Linked DNA regions of Mus musculus: region 1 is linked to region 2. Evidence: chromatin contacts called from public HiChIP or PLAC-seq data. All regions are on one chromosome and are shown on one strand. Each heading gives the region's core, a stretch centred on a gene start, on an enhancer-like site or on the middle of the called end of the contact. The rest is flanking DNA. Distances are from core to core; before and after follow the strand shown. Region 1 overlaps Acad9 (acyl-Coenzyme A dehydrogenase family, member 9). Region 2 has its middle 11 kb from the start of Gm11548.

Region 1 (6,157 bases), core at 820-3,319, 420 kb after region 2:
AAAACAAAATCAAGAAGCGATCTGCATGTGCATAGACTTAAATAAATCTCCTAACCTCTCTTCTCCTGAAAAAGCCAATTGTGTCAGAGCCTTGCTGCCCTAGCACCAATAATGCCTGGTGCAGTTGTCTTCCCATTCCCCTGCCCACAGGCACAGCCCAGGGACAGAACTGAAAGCCTCTCCTCACCCACAGCAAAGCGAGGCCTACAGTACCTGGATCAACCCAAATTCACTGAGATTCCTGTTGAACTGTTTCCTCGTACAGGCATACTCAGCAGTCAGTTCTAAAGAAGAACAGAGTTGTCACGACAAACAAACAAACTGGATTTAGGTTATGGGAAAACTGTTTCCTACGGGAAACATGATGACTCTTCAGCACCCAGAAGGAAATATGAGAGAGCTCTGTTTCTGAAAATAGAAGCCCTGAAGCCAGAGACCCCACTTTCTGGCAGCTGTTGGAGGTGGAATTCTCAGGCCTCATGGTCCCACAGGCAGCAGGAAGAAGGTTAAGAAGACAGAATGCTGAGTCAGTTGTGAGGGTATGGAAGGAAACACGCTGCCTCCCTTCACAGTGCCCACCTCATAGCAATGCTGGGAAGGTAAAGGGGGTGGAAGGCTGGAGGCACCTAGCACAAAACCTGGTGCACAGGGCACCCAAGGAAGCCGTGGGAGTGGGCCCACAGGTCCTCAAACACAGCACAAGGGTTGTCTTCACGTCAAAGCCCTGGCTGGGGCCTCACATTAGTGCTGGGTTCTAAGTGCCCCAGAGGGACATCCAGTTGTCCACCCTGGCACCAGTACCTCCAACTCTGCCTGTAACTTGTTTCTCAAGTACTTCTGGTGTGACCCAGCTGCTGCTGGTCTCCCTTTGTTCCTATGCCCCCATGTTTCTAGACAGTGAGAGCCCTCACAGATGAGAGCCACAGAAACGATCGTGATGAAAGGAGCTTGCACCTAGCAGGCAGGTTTATCTTTAGGTCATGATGCATAGGCTTGTGTAAACCACCACCCGCTCTGAACCCAAATGCGTGCTACACTGTAGTAAACGTCAACAGCCATAGAATTTACAGGGCTGTTTTTGCTTCCAGCACTTCATAACCCACAGCTCTGTCCAAGGAGCCCTGGGACTCTGTGAGATTAGATCTAAGGCTTTCTTTTGCTCATGGAACAAAGCTCATTAAACAGCCATATTTGTCATGGACTAGTGTGTCTATAAAGCAGAGAGATGTTGAAATACACAGCCTCTGGGGAAGAAGTACATTTGGTCTAAATCAAAGGCCAGATGCTAACTTAAGCGGTTTGTCCAAGTGGTGTAGCTCATACTTTCCCACCCAGCGGGAATGGCACAGACATTCTGGGTATGCAGTAGGTGCTGCAGAGGGCTCCTGCTCCTGACTTCCCTACTGTGGAGGTTCATCTACAGTGTCAACCTGAATGGCTTTAGAATCACAAATCGATACGAGGAGACACATCAGGGCATGTTTGTGAGGGAGTTCCCAGAGATGTTTAACTGAGGAGGGAAGAGCCACCTCGAGTATAGGCTGTGTCAGCCCATAAACTGAGGTGCCAGAGTGAATAAAAGAGGATAAAGCCATGGGAAGCCAACATTCACTCTTTCTGCTTCCTGAGTACACACACAACATGCCTCATACCCTAGAAGCCGGAGCTATTTGCTTTCTATCTGCACCTTGCCAAGATGGTCCACGGATTCAAAGTGGGAGCCAGAATAAACCCTCCCCTCCTAACACTGCGTTTGGAAAGTATTCTGTCAGAGCTGAGTTAGGGAACTATCACATACCGATCAGCTTCTTCAGCATCCCGGCCACAGCACTGCCCATGCTGAATCGCCCACTGTTCAGGATGTTCATGGCTACCTGTAGGGGGGGTGGAAAAGGTGGAGAGGCACTGAAGGAGGCCGAGGAAGCCAGCCATACCAGTTTCCATGAAAGCAAAGGCAAGTGGTTCAAATTCCATGCCAGTACAAAGGCCGAGTTAATGCCCTACCAGTTTTCAGGCCAGAAGCAAGCAGCTCTAACCCTTGAACTGGGTGGCCTGGGCACTGTTGTGCATTTGCATCAACATCACTGGCCTCTGACTGCAAGTCATTGATCATACTCTAAATGCACCTGCCAGCACGCCCTGTCCAGTGAAGGAAGAGAACCTCAGATGGGCTACATGTCCTGTAAGCAGCAAGAACACTAGCTGGACTTCAGGATCATGCTGTTCCGATGCAGCAGCTGTGGCTCAGTGCGGTGTCATGACTTTCTCCAGGCTACAGCCAGCACACTCACGGCAGGCAAGCCTGTATACAGAGGTGGCCCTGGTAACTACTGCCAGGTGCCTGTGACAGTGGCTCTGCTGGCCCCTGCCTCTTTCCTCACCCTGTATTCTGACCCAATACAGTGAACACTGGGAGCCACACAGGAACACAGCTCCAGCTGCAAGCTGTGCTACCTCATCCCGAGTCACATGGGTTCTCCTCACCTCCAGAGAGCCCAACTAAAGAAACCGAGGGAAGCCTCAGGCTTAATTTTAAACACAGACAGCTTCCAAGTGTTAGTGAAGATGTAGAACTTCATACACTATAACCACTATGGAAAAAGTTCTTCAAGAAAGTGCCATTCTATTACAGGCTAGCAATTCTATTACTACATTTACACTCAAAGGGCTTGAGAACATATTTCTCAAACAAAAATTTGAGGATGAAAGTTCACAACTCTGTTACTGACACTAGCCCCAAAGTAACAATTTAGCTTAATGAGTACGTGGTTTACCCACACAGGAGAACATCATCTACCCATTCAAAAGAATGAAATACTGAGTGACAGAGATGTGTTTAAGTTAAATGTCATGTAAACTATTTCTCCATAACATATAAAGATGGGGCTGGAAAGATGGCTCAGCGGTTACGGCCACCTGCGCTCTTACAGAGCACTTAGGCTGTTCCTCGCTCCCACGGAGGCTCACGAACAGCCTGTAACTCCAGCTCCAGAGGATCAGAAGCCTTCTCTGGCCTCTGCGGGTACCAGGCACACATGCAATTCACACACATAAATTGAGACACCTATGCATATACGTAAAGTAGAGAGAAATGAATCTGGCTGATTAGGGTGGCATATGCGCTTAATCCCAGGCTTGGGGCGTGAGGGGCAGGTGAGTCCTTGGCCAGTGCGGTCTACATAGTGAGTGCCAGGCTCGTCAGAGCTACTTGGTGAGACTCTATTCTGCCCAGAAAAAATGAATCTTTAAAATATAAAGCTGACTATTAGGGCAGAGACTTACGTTAAGGGTTCTTGAAACCTGAACTTCTCAAGCCCACTAGCCTGTTTTTCACACTTGCTAGAGAGAGGAACCCCATTCCTCGATCAAGATGAAGGAGATCTCCAAGGGGAATAAAGACTCCTCATCCTAACCAGACTCCCTCCTCTAAGAGCAAGCCATTTTTTCAGCCTTTGTGTTGCTGAATTCCTATGCCCAAGAGCTACACAAGGCCACAGGCTAGCCTGCTAGGAAAAAGGTCAGGGCAGAACATGAGACTCTTGTGAAACAGCACAGCACTTACATGGGACTGCCTGCAACTTACCTTAAAGCCCCCTCCAACTTCTCCAAGGACATTTTCCACAGGCACTCTGGTATTTTCAAAATGGACCTCACATGCTAAAACAACAGGAATTGAAAGAGCGTGACAAACAAATTCAAACTGCTCTGCTCTTGACCACAGGCCCGTGGCTGACTGGCTAATGCACTCATTTAGCATCCTAAAGAACAGTGAAGATAGACCACGTTCCTGCCACCACAGACACGAGGACATGTCAGCATGGTCAGTACTATGATGAAATATCAGCTCAGTACAGAGAAGGATGGAGCTGAAGGGGGCTGCCATCTTTTGAAAGTCCATGACAGACTCTTCTAAGGTAACATGTAACAGTAGCTGAAAGGAACAAAATAGCCAAAAAACCAGGAAAGCAAGGGAGAGCACCAGCAGTGCCTCAGCCCTTAGAATAAATGGGATTCTTATTAACAGAGTCACACTCATGTTCCATAGAGCAGCATCTTCCCAGCTTAGGGTAGGGAGTTAACAGACGGAATGTAGACGACCCGACGTGTACAGACACACAACCTAACCCAATTCACCAACATCCTTCAGACTGAAGCAGGCATCCCCAAACCATAAGAAATAAGATTCCACTGCTGCAAGCTAAATCCTACTGTGTCTGACTGACAGGGACACTGTAGCCAGAGACCACCAGCAATCCTGTAAGAAAGGCTGACTCTATTGGTCAGTGTGCGTTAAACAATGAGAAAGCAAGGTGCCTAGGACTAGGCAGGGGCTGAACAGTTCCCTTTGCACAGCATTCCCTCTAGCACTGCCTGGATATTCTAATGCACAAACAATGCAAGTCCTGGCATGCTGAACCAGAGACACTCAAGATGAGGAAGGTTAGGGTTCAAGAGACACTAGGGCCAAGTGTGATACCTGTCGAGGTGGAATGCCATGAAACATGATCTGTCTGCTGGTCATATTTAGGGGTTGGGTATGTGGGCTAGAGGACCCAGTCACTCTTTCAAAGTGTACTGGGTATGGGGCACACCTGCCTTCCTCTTTGACTTCATCTCATATTCATGAGCCATCTTTTGGGGTCTGCATGCTGCTGGGCCTCCATCCTCCCAGTTGTCAGCAGGTAAATGACGCTGCTGAACGAGCTGCAGAAACGCAGGCTGCACAGCTGTGGGCCTGACATGCCACTTTATACCAAGAGACTAGTTAGTATAAGAACACTATGGCCGGCCAGATGGGTGAGCTTAGGAAACAAACAGGACACCAGCTTCCACTGAAGCAAGGGCTGACCAAGGGATGAAAGGTGGATCTGGACAGTAGGAAGAAAGGAAAAGGATTCTAGGAAAGAAAGATGTGGTGGCCTGCCACAGGATGTGTGCCCAAGACAGCTGCAGTTGTGTGACATGCATGCCTGCCCCTACTGAGGCTGGGATTTCAGCTGCCCTCACTCACCTAGGGTCAACAGTGCCAACTGTACCAAGCAGCACAGGTTGTGGCTGCACTCTTAATTTGATGTTGCTAATTGCTAAACTAAACCCATGAGCAATGAGGTGCCCTTTCACCTTCGTAGGTCACAGGGACAGGGCCTGTCTTTCAAGTCTCTGCCGCACTCATACAGAAGCACGTCTGCCACACTTACTGTTGGAGCCTCGAATGCCTAATTTATCTTCAGGTTTCCCATTAGTGATTCCGCCGAAGTCTCTTTCTACTATGAATGCGGTCATTTTGTCTGTTTTCGAACCATCAGAATCGACCACCTCGGTTTTTGCAAACACAGTAAAAATATTGGCCAGTCCTCCATTGGTGATCCAAACCTGAAGAAAAACAACGATCCTTGGAGACCCCTCAGCTCTATCCAACACTAAGTTTCAGGCCGCCAGACACACAGACTTCATACACTGTACTTATCAACTGAACAAGTGAAATGGGGGATGAGGAAAAAGAAAGGGTGCTCAAAAATCACAATGGATGGGAATTCATTTACTTTTTGATTCAAGCAAAACAAAGTGATCAAGGGCAGAGGGTAGGCGGTGAGCAGGGAAAGCTGAAGGCTAACTAGATAAGGAGCTATTACTATCCTCTGTCCCATTTGCTAATGGTGCTCTATCTTTAAGCAATCCTTGATTAAATCTCAGATAGCACACAGAGGTGGTGAAGACAACAGAAACACGACCAGCCGTGAGCCATGCAAGTGCACTGCACTATACTTTGCCTCTTTGAAATCTTGTGGACTAGAGATTGAAAATAAACACACAGAGGCAGCTGTGTGCAGAATCGAGGAGACTGCGGATAAGACCACCTTGCTCCAATACTGCCTTTGCCACTTGAGGGACTTGGGCTAGCCACTCCGCTCTGCCTCAGGCTGTTCTGAGAAAGAAGTGCCACACACCGTGGGTGACGTGCAGATCTCTTGGTGTCTGGTGTGCAGAAGGAAGACACAGAGGCGGGAAAGACTGAGAGGGCAAGAAGGCATGGCTGTACCTTGGAGCCATTGAGTATGAAGTACTTCTTATCTTCACTTAACGTAGCTCTGGTCTGGATGGACGCAGCATCACTCCCACTGCAAAGATGGAAAGACAGGATTGAGGGAAAGCAATA
Region 2 (6,543 bases), core at 2,747-5,246:
TTTAAAGGGGTGGTCCTGGAGAAGATAAGACTGTGATTCTGAGTAGACTACAAGGATGCTGCACACTGGTCACTTGTGATAGATGTTTGTTTCTTTTGTTTTGCCTTACACATGCTAGGCAAACACTGTACCACTGTGTATAAGCTATGGCCCTAGAACATTTATACTTTTTAAATATCAAGTGTGTGTATGAATATGTGTGTGTATTCGTGTATGTGTGTGGTATGTGTGTGTGTGTGTGAGGGTGTGTATGTGAGGGTGTGTATTCTAGTGTGTGTGTGTCTGCATGTGCAAACTACAGCCTATACTTATGTGAAGGTCAGAGAACTCAGCTCTCTTTTCCACATTATGGGTTTTTGAATGGTACTCAGAATTTGGGCATGAGAAAAAGAGCCAGCCTAAGAAGAAGTGGCAGCTGCCCAAGTGTGGGAGAAACCAGGATGCAGAGTTACCTGAAGCCGCATGAAAGCATGTAAAGAGGGTATTTAAGGAGAGAAACAGGCCTGGTAGACCCCTGACATTACACCCTGGCCTTGATCTTCAGCACTGTAAGGAAACTAAAAATCCACAAAAGACACAAAGTGGCAAATATGAGGTCCCTGGCCCTGGCAGCAGGGGTGGCTCTCTGGGCTGCTTGGGCCCAGTAGATAACAGTGGAGTACTTGAGAGCAGTGTTACCCACATCTCTCCTGAGCATGGGCCACAAGATCCCACGTAATCACCTTCATGGCGCATCTGGTGTTCCTGGAGGGTCCCGATAGAGAAGGCGTGGCAAGTCATCCTGTTGGAACTATAATCCCTTTCTTTCCTTACTTTCATTTATTTTCTTTTGGTGTTTTTTTGAGACTTGGTTTCTCTACGTAGCCTTGAATGTCCTGGAACTCACTCTGTAGACCAGCTTGGCCTCAAACTCACAGAGATCTCCCTGCTTCGGCCTCCAGAGTGCTGAGATTAAAGGCATGCACCACTACCGCCTGGCTCCTTCTATCTTTAAACACCTCTTTTAACAAGCTGTTTTAGACTTCCACTTGGAATGGAAAGGTTTTTTGTTTGTTTGTTTGTTTTTTGTTTTGTTTTTTTAAGTCCAGAAGTTGCCTGAGCCTACAGCCTGGCAATGCACCAGAGGAGCAGATGCTTGAACATGCTGAGTCAGCGCCTGGAATCGCTAGGGCCACGCACGCACAGCTGGAGAGAAAATAACCAGTCAGTAAAAATAATCTAGGTGAATTCTTTGCTTCTTAGGCAGGGTCTCACATAGCCCAAGATGCTTTAAGTTCCTACGTAGTCAAAGAGACCCTGAACTTCTGGATTTGGGATTTCAGGTAGGCACTGCCCTGCCCCAAGAATATACTTACCTCTGTTCCTTAAAGAGGACTTGAAAAGAGGGAAGAGACAGCAAGACTTAAAATATAAATATTTTCAGAAGACAAAAAAGGTTAATATATTTTGCTGTTAGTCATTTCAAGCAGAAGTGTGAAAATCACTTTTTAAAAATGCACGGGAAACAGGCAGTAGATATATACAGGCCAGGCTTCTCTCAAAATGTGTTGGAGCATCTGTAAAAAAGTGTATGTGATTTGATTCACTTCAAACAAAGCTTAAGGCAGGAGCAACACAAAGTAAAATGCAAATAAAGGAGTAGGCAAAGAAGGTTGAAGTAGCAAACGAGTCCTTTTCTCCAGGAAGGAATGGTTGTTTTCAAATCAAGCGTTTCTCACATGAAGGCTGCCAAGAATTTTGTATTTGTGAACACATGAACTTGGTCTTCTGTGTATGTGTGCACAGTGTGCATTACTATGTGTGTGGGTGCTGATGCAGGTGTCTGTGCTGATTGCGTGAGTGCCCCTGTGCATGTGGAGGCCAGAGTTTGATGTCCAGTGTCTGCCTCATTCCTTCCCATCTTAGATATTCAGGTATGGTCCTGTACTTGAACACAGAGTCCCCTGATTCAGCCAGTCTAGCTAGCTGGAGAACTCCTTTCTCTGCCTTCTAAGCACTGGAATTACAGATGGGCCATCACATCTACCTGACATTTGTGTAGGCTTTGGGAGTCTGACCTGGTGCCCTTAAGCTTGTGTGGCAACAGTCTCACCCACGTATCTCCCAGGCTCTCGTCCCCTCTCTATGGACACGTTTTCAGTGTATCCCTAACTGACCTGGAACTTGTTATGGAGCTCAAGCTGGCCTTAAACTCAGAAATCCTCCTGGCTCTGCCTCTCACGTGCTGAGATTAAAGGTGTGGGTCACCATTCCAGGCTCTCTCTACTTTTAAAGTTAAAAGAAACAGTTTTTTTTCTTATGAATAAGCAACTTTGCCTTTCTAGACTAGTTTGGTTAGACAGGCATTAGAGAAATTATTTATTATTAATTTCCTCACTCCTGATTTTAAAACAACCATAAACTACTTGACGCTGCTAGATTCCTGCTGTTACCTACATGTTACGGCGTGTGTGTGTGTGTGTGTGTGTGTGTGTGTGTGTGTGTGTATGTGTGTTAGGAAGCTCCACTTGTCTTCAGGGAATCATGCATCAGGGATGCGGTAGGTTATAAAAGGAATCTGAGTCATGACTCTATGAAGCCGCTTGGGGGCGGCATCTCGCCGCTGTCTCTTGCAGACGTGGCAAAGCTGTGGGCCCCAAAGTCGCAAAAGCTCTTCAGAAAAGTCTGAGAAGCCAGTTCAGCTTCGGGCTTTCGGGCTTTCTCTGCCTGAGCCTCTTCCGTCCTGGTGAACGCTTCAGTCCTGAATCCTGGGTCTGAAACAGCTTTGTCCACAGCAGGCTGTCTCCAAACCTGGGCAGAGGACTATTCTAGCAATTCCGTGCACAAGGGTAGGCATCAATGTTCACCCAGGACAGGCGGCTGGAAGTGACTACCCACTAACTCAAGCAGAAAGTCTTAGTATGGAAAGTCTCTTATTTAGTAGCAATAAATAATGCCTTTCCTACTGGGATCCAGGACCCAGCTAAAAAAATTTGTCTCTCTGCCAGGCCAAAACCCACCTGAAAGGCTAAGCCTGAGAAAGTCACTAAACTCTGTCTTAGCGGCTCTTCTTGGCACTGGCCTTCTTCACTGGCAACCAAAGCTGCCAAGTAACGCAGTGTTCCCAACATTAGGCCCGGGACCAAAAGTCTTTCCTTAAAGGATACCCCTGCCCCTTGAGAAAAACGGAACATCTAATTCTATCTGGGCGCGCGGGGAGCAGTCTCTAAATGTGAGCATTCATGAAGTAGAACGTTATAATTTGTTTGTTTTTGCAGATCCCTTGAGGGCAGTGAATGAAAACACGGGCATGGTCCCTTCTAGGTATGGTTGAGAGAAGGTTTTTATTGTAGATAGGAGGGAGAGAAGAGCCAGAGGCATCTGGACGAGTACGGATGGACGGAACATGGCCAGCAGAGAGGAGAGATGGGAGGGAGAGAAGAGAGGAAGAAGAAGAAGAAGAAGAAGAAGAAGAAGAAGAAGAAGAAGAAGAAGAAGAAGAAGAAGAAGAAGAAGAAGAAGAAGAAGAAAGAGAGAGAGAGAGAGAGACAAGAGAGGGGACCAGGAGAAGAAGAAGAACCAAGAGGCCAAGAGTCCAAAGGGTAACCAAGAAAGCCAGAGGTCAAAATGGGTGGGTTATATAGAAACAAGAACAATGATGCTCAGAGGCTGGAGAGGTTTGGGGCGGGAGGTAGGGGGTGGTACTGAGAGATGCTGAGAGAGCCTGGCCACTAGCATCCGCTTTTGCGAGCTAAATAGGCATTTCAGTTAGCCTTTTGTCCTGAGTTTCTCTGAGACCTAACAGGCAGGAGCCATCAGAGAACTGCGCAGGCCTGAAAGACGACTCAGGTCCCTTGCACACACTGAAGTGAGACTTCTGTGAGTTGATTCTCTTACACACTTCAGACAGAGTCCGCCAGGTGGCGCTGCTTCCTGCTTCCTATCAATTGAGGCGCTTCTCCAGCCAAGAGAGGTCACAGCCCTGGGATAACAGCACAAAGCTGACGTGATTCATATCAGGCAGTTAGCAAATGTCCAGCCATGATTGCTGCTGTTGTCATTACTAAATAAAAGATAGCTAAGGAATCATTAGCTATTGGTCCTGTGCCACCTCCAGGGAGGAGGTACAGGCATTACAAGTAGCTCAGCTCAGGATATTAAATTAGCCATTAGCTCAGGATTTTAAAAGCGAAACCATTACTTTTCGGCACCCTTGACCTGCCTATTTTCCGGCCAACCTGACTTTGCCAATATATTGTGAAGCAAGATGGAGGTCACCACCACAGGGCTAAGCTTCTGACATGGAAATATTGATCACTTTGGTTTGGGTCCAGGGTAAGCTGAAAGAAAGTCTCCAGACATTGCTGGTTGTCTAATAGAAAATGCAGCTTCCCAGATAGTCAGCTTTGGCAGGACTGGCATTGAGGCTGGGTACTTTCTCCTTGTCTGGGGCCACAAGCAGTTTCCCCTCACACAACTCTGATGAAAGTTAAAAACGCCTGGGTATTTTTTTGTCTACTTAATAAATGATCTGTGACTAACGGTGGGCTATAATATATTGAGGCCCCCTCACTTCTGTTTTGTAGCTGGATGTAGTACAATTTTGATGGAAACTGCTAGGGGAGATTTTATGCATTGGTATTTTATTATGGCTGTATAATATCTAATAATGGTTTGGCTTATAGTCTTTTTAAAAAGAAATTGTATTCTGTACCTCACAGAAGTAATTCCAGCACGTCTGCTGGTGGCTGGAGGAAACCCTAACAAGCACATGGTTTGGTGAGTCACTGTTCCTGGCCCCTCAGCAGTAACACAGGCTGAATTGGGTGCTACCCCAGGAAACTTTGTTTTATTAATTTATTCTCTCATATATAACATCCCAACCACAATGTCCCCTCACTCCTCTCCTCTCAGCCCCCTGCCCTGCCACCTCTTTCCTTCTCATCCACTCCTCCTCCATTACCTTTCAGAATGGCGCAGTCCTCCCAGGGATATCAACCAAACATGGCATATTAAGTTATAATATGACTAGGCAACTCTCTTTATAATAAGACTGGACAGGGCAATGCAGTAGGAGGACGGGGTTCTAAAGGCAGCAAAAGCATCATAAACAACCCCTGCTCCCTCTGTTAGGAGTCCCACAAAAACACCAAGCTAAAATAACTAATACACACACACACACACACACACACACACACACACACACACACACACACAGAAAGGCTAAATAACAAGGAGGGCTCAGGAGGGGATGCACGGATCTCCCTGGGAAGGGAAAATAGAATAGATGTTGTGGTGGACTGAGGGCAGGTGGGCACAGGAACAGGAAAGAGCCTGATTGGGTCTAACCCAGGCCTCTAGGAAACATTTAATGACAGTCCTGTGGTTTGTTTGTTCTGTTACAACTTGAAGCAAACTCAGGGCATCTGTGGCCAGTGACTCACCTACGAGAACATTATCTTTGGCCATTTAACCTCTGTCTCATTTTCCTCCTCTTGACGAATGACAATGATAAGAATAACTTCTCTGTCCCACATAAGAAGCTTAAATAAAGTCAAAACCCTAAAATACAAAAACACACACAGTGCAAGCTTCACTCCTGGATAACAGAGCCCCGAGATATCATTCTCTTGACTGTATGCCCCATGACATAGATCTGGCTGAGTTCTTTTCTCTCAGAGGCTCTGTTTACAAAGGACTCTGATCTCAGGTAGCACTTCTTCCAGCATTGTGAGTGATGATGTCTCAGTGCTGCCTAGCAACAATGGCCATAGCAACAGTGAGTGCACACTGAACATTAAGAACACGCTCAACAACCCTGCGAAGGAGGCTCTATCATTAACTTCCTGGATGGAGATGAAAACAAATGAATTATTTGTAAAGTGCCACAGTTGAAACAAGGACATCTAATTAATAAAGCCCCACTCTCGACAAACATGTACTGAACAGACATTTGTTTCCTGTGTGTTTGAGACTCTGAGAATTGAGAATAAAATTCACTTCAAATCCTCAGAAGACTTGTGATCCAGCAGGTGACACAGACATACACAGAAGAATGTTCATGGGACGATATGAGAACAAGAGGCCAGTGTTTGGTACAATGGAAACACTAACAGGGCAATGACAGTTTTCTGGGTACTTTTCTTAGGGAGATAAAGAGACCTTTGAATGAATGAAAAATGTCCAAGGCTGTTCCAGAATATAGACCATAGATTGCAAGAGTTCTCCATTGCTAAGGTAATTGTGAGACCTATTGAGATAAGATTCAAGCTGTCATTAGTCACTCATCCCATTATTTTATTGCCAGGATTATCTTTGGGGAAAGAAAAATAATACGCTACTATTAGACTTGAAGCAAAGTGGTTGCGTGTATCGCTCTTATCAGCGAACCCAGCGAAAGTGATAAGCATTACCCTGTCCTGCAAAGACAATGTGCTGGTTTGATGTTTCTTCTCTGTGGTGACTTGCTGCCTTCAGCACTGGGCTTTAAGATGATGGTCTTGAGTTTCCCTCTGAGCTGTAAGTAATTAGAGATGTCTGGTGCTGCGCCCTTCCTCCGTGGAT

Evidence for each region. HiChIP or PLAC-seq counts read pairs in DNA pulled down with a chosen protein or histone mark.
Region 1: a contact with region 2 is called in an H3K27ac HiChIP or PLAC-seq map of hepatocytes, with 4 times the contacts expected there. The contact joins two enhancer-like sites. A contact is called at or near these places in 4 of 484 Hi-C or Micro-C datasets (the G1E-ER4 cell line, the HL-1 cell line and cortical neurons) and 2 of 115 datasets of contacts at active chromatin or transcription factors (bone marrow-derived macrophages and hepatocytes).

Annotation. Positions count from the first base shown.
Region 1 is chr3:36,075,938-36,082,094 of GRCm38.p6, reverse strand. Acad9 (acyl-Coenzyme A dehydrogenase family, member 9) reads right to left here. Exons shown (of 18, transcript NM_172678.4): 6 at 6,041-6,119; 7 at 5,199-5,373; 8 at 3,584-3,657; 9 at 1,799-1,874; 10 at 214-284. Among named protein-coding and RNA genes, the nearest start is that of Acad9, 13 kb to the right of the region's middle. Within about 2 kb of position 2,069, at least 9 of the 459 cell types and tissues checked have an H3K27ac peak or open chromatin away from gene starts, as enhancers often do. A contact at or near this core is called in hepatocytes, where this site is marked.
Region 2 is chr3:36,493,029-36,499,571 of GRCm38.p6, reverse strand. No RefSeq gene overlaps it. Among named protein-coding and RNA genes, the nearest start is that of Gm11548, 11 kb to the left of the region's middle. Within about 2 kb of position 3,996, at least 71 of the 459 cell types and tissues checked have an H3K27ac peak or open chromatin away from gene starts, as enhancers often do. A contact at or near this core is called in hepatocytes, where this site is marked.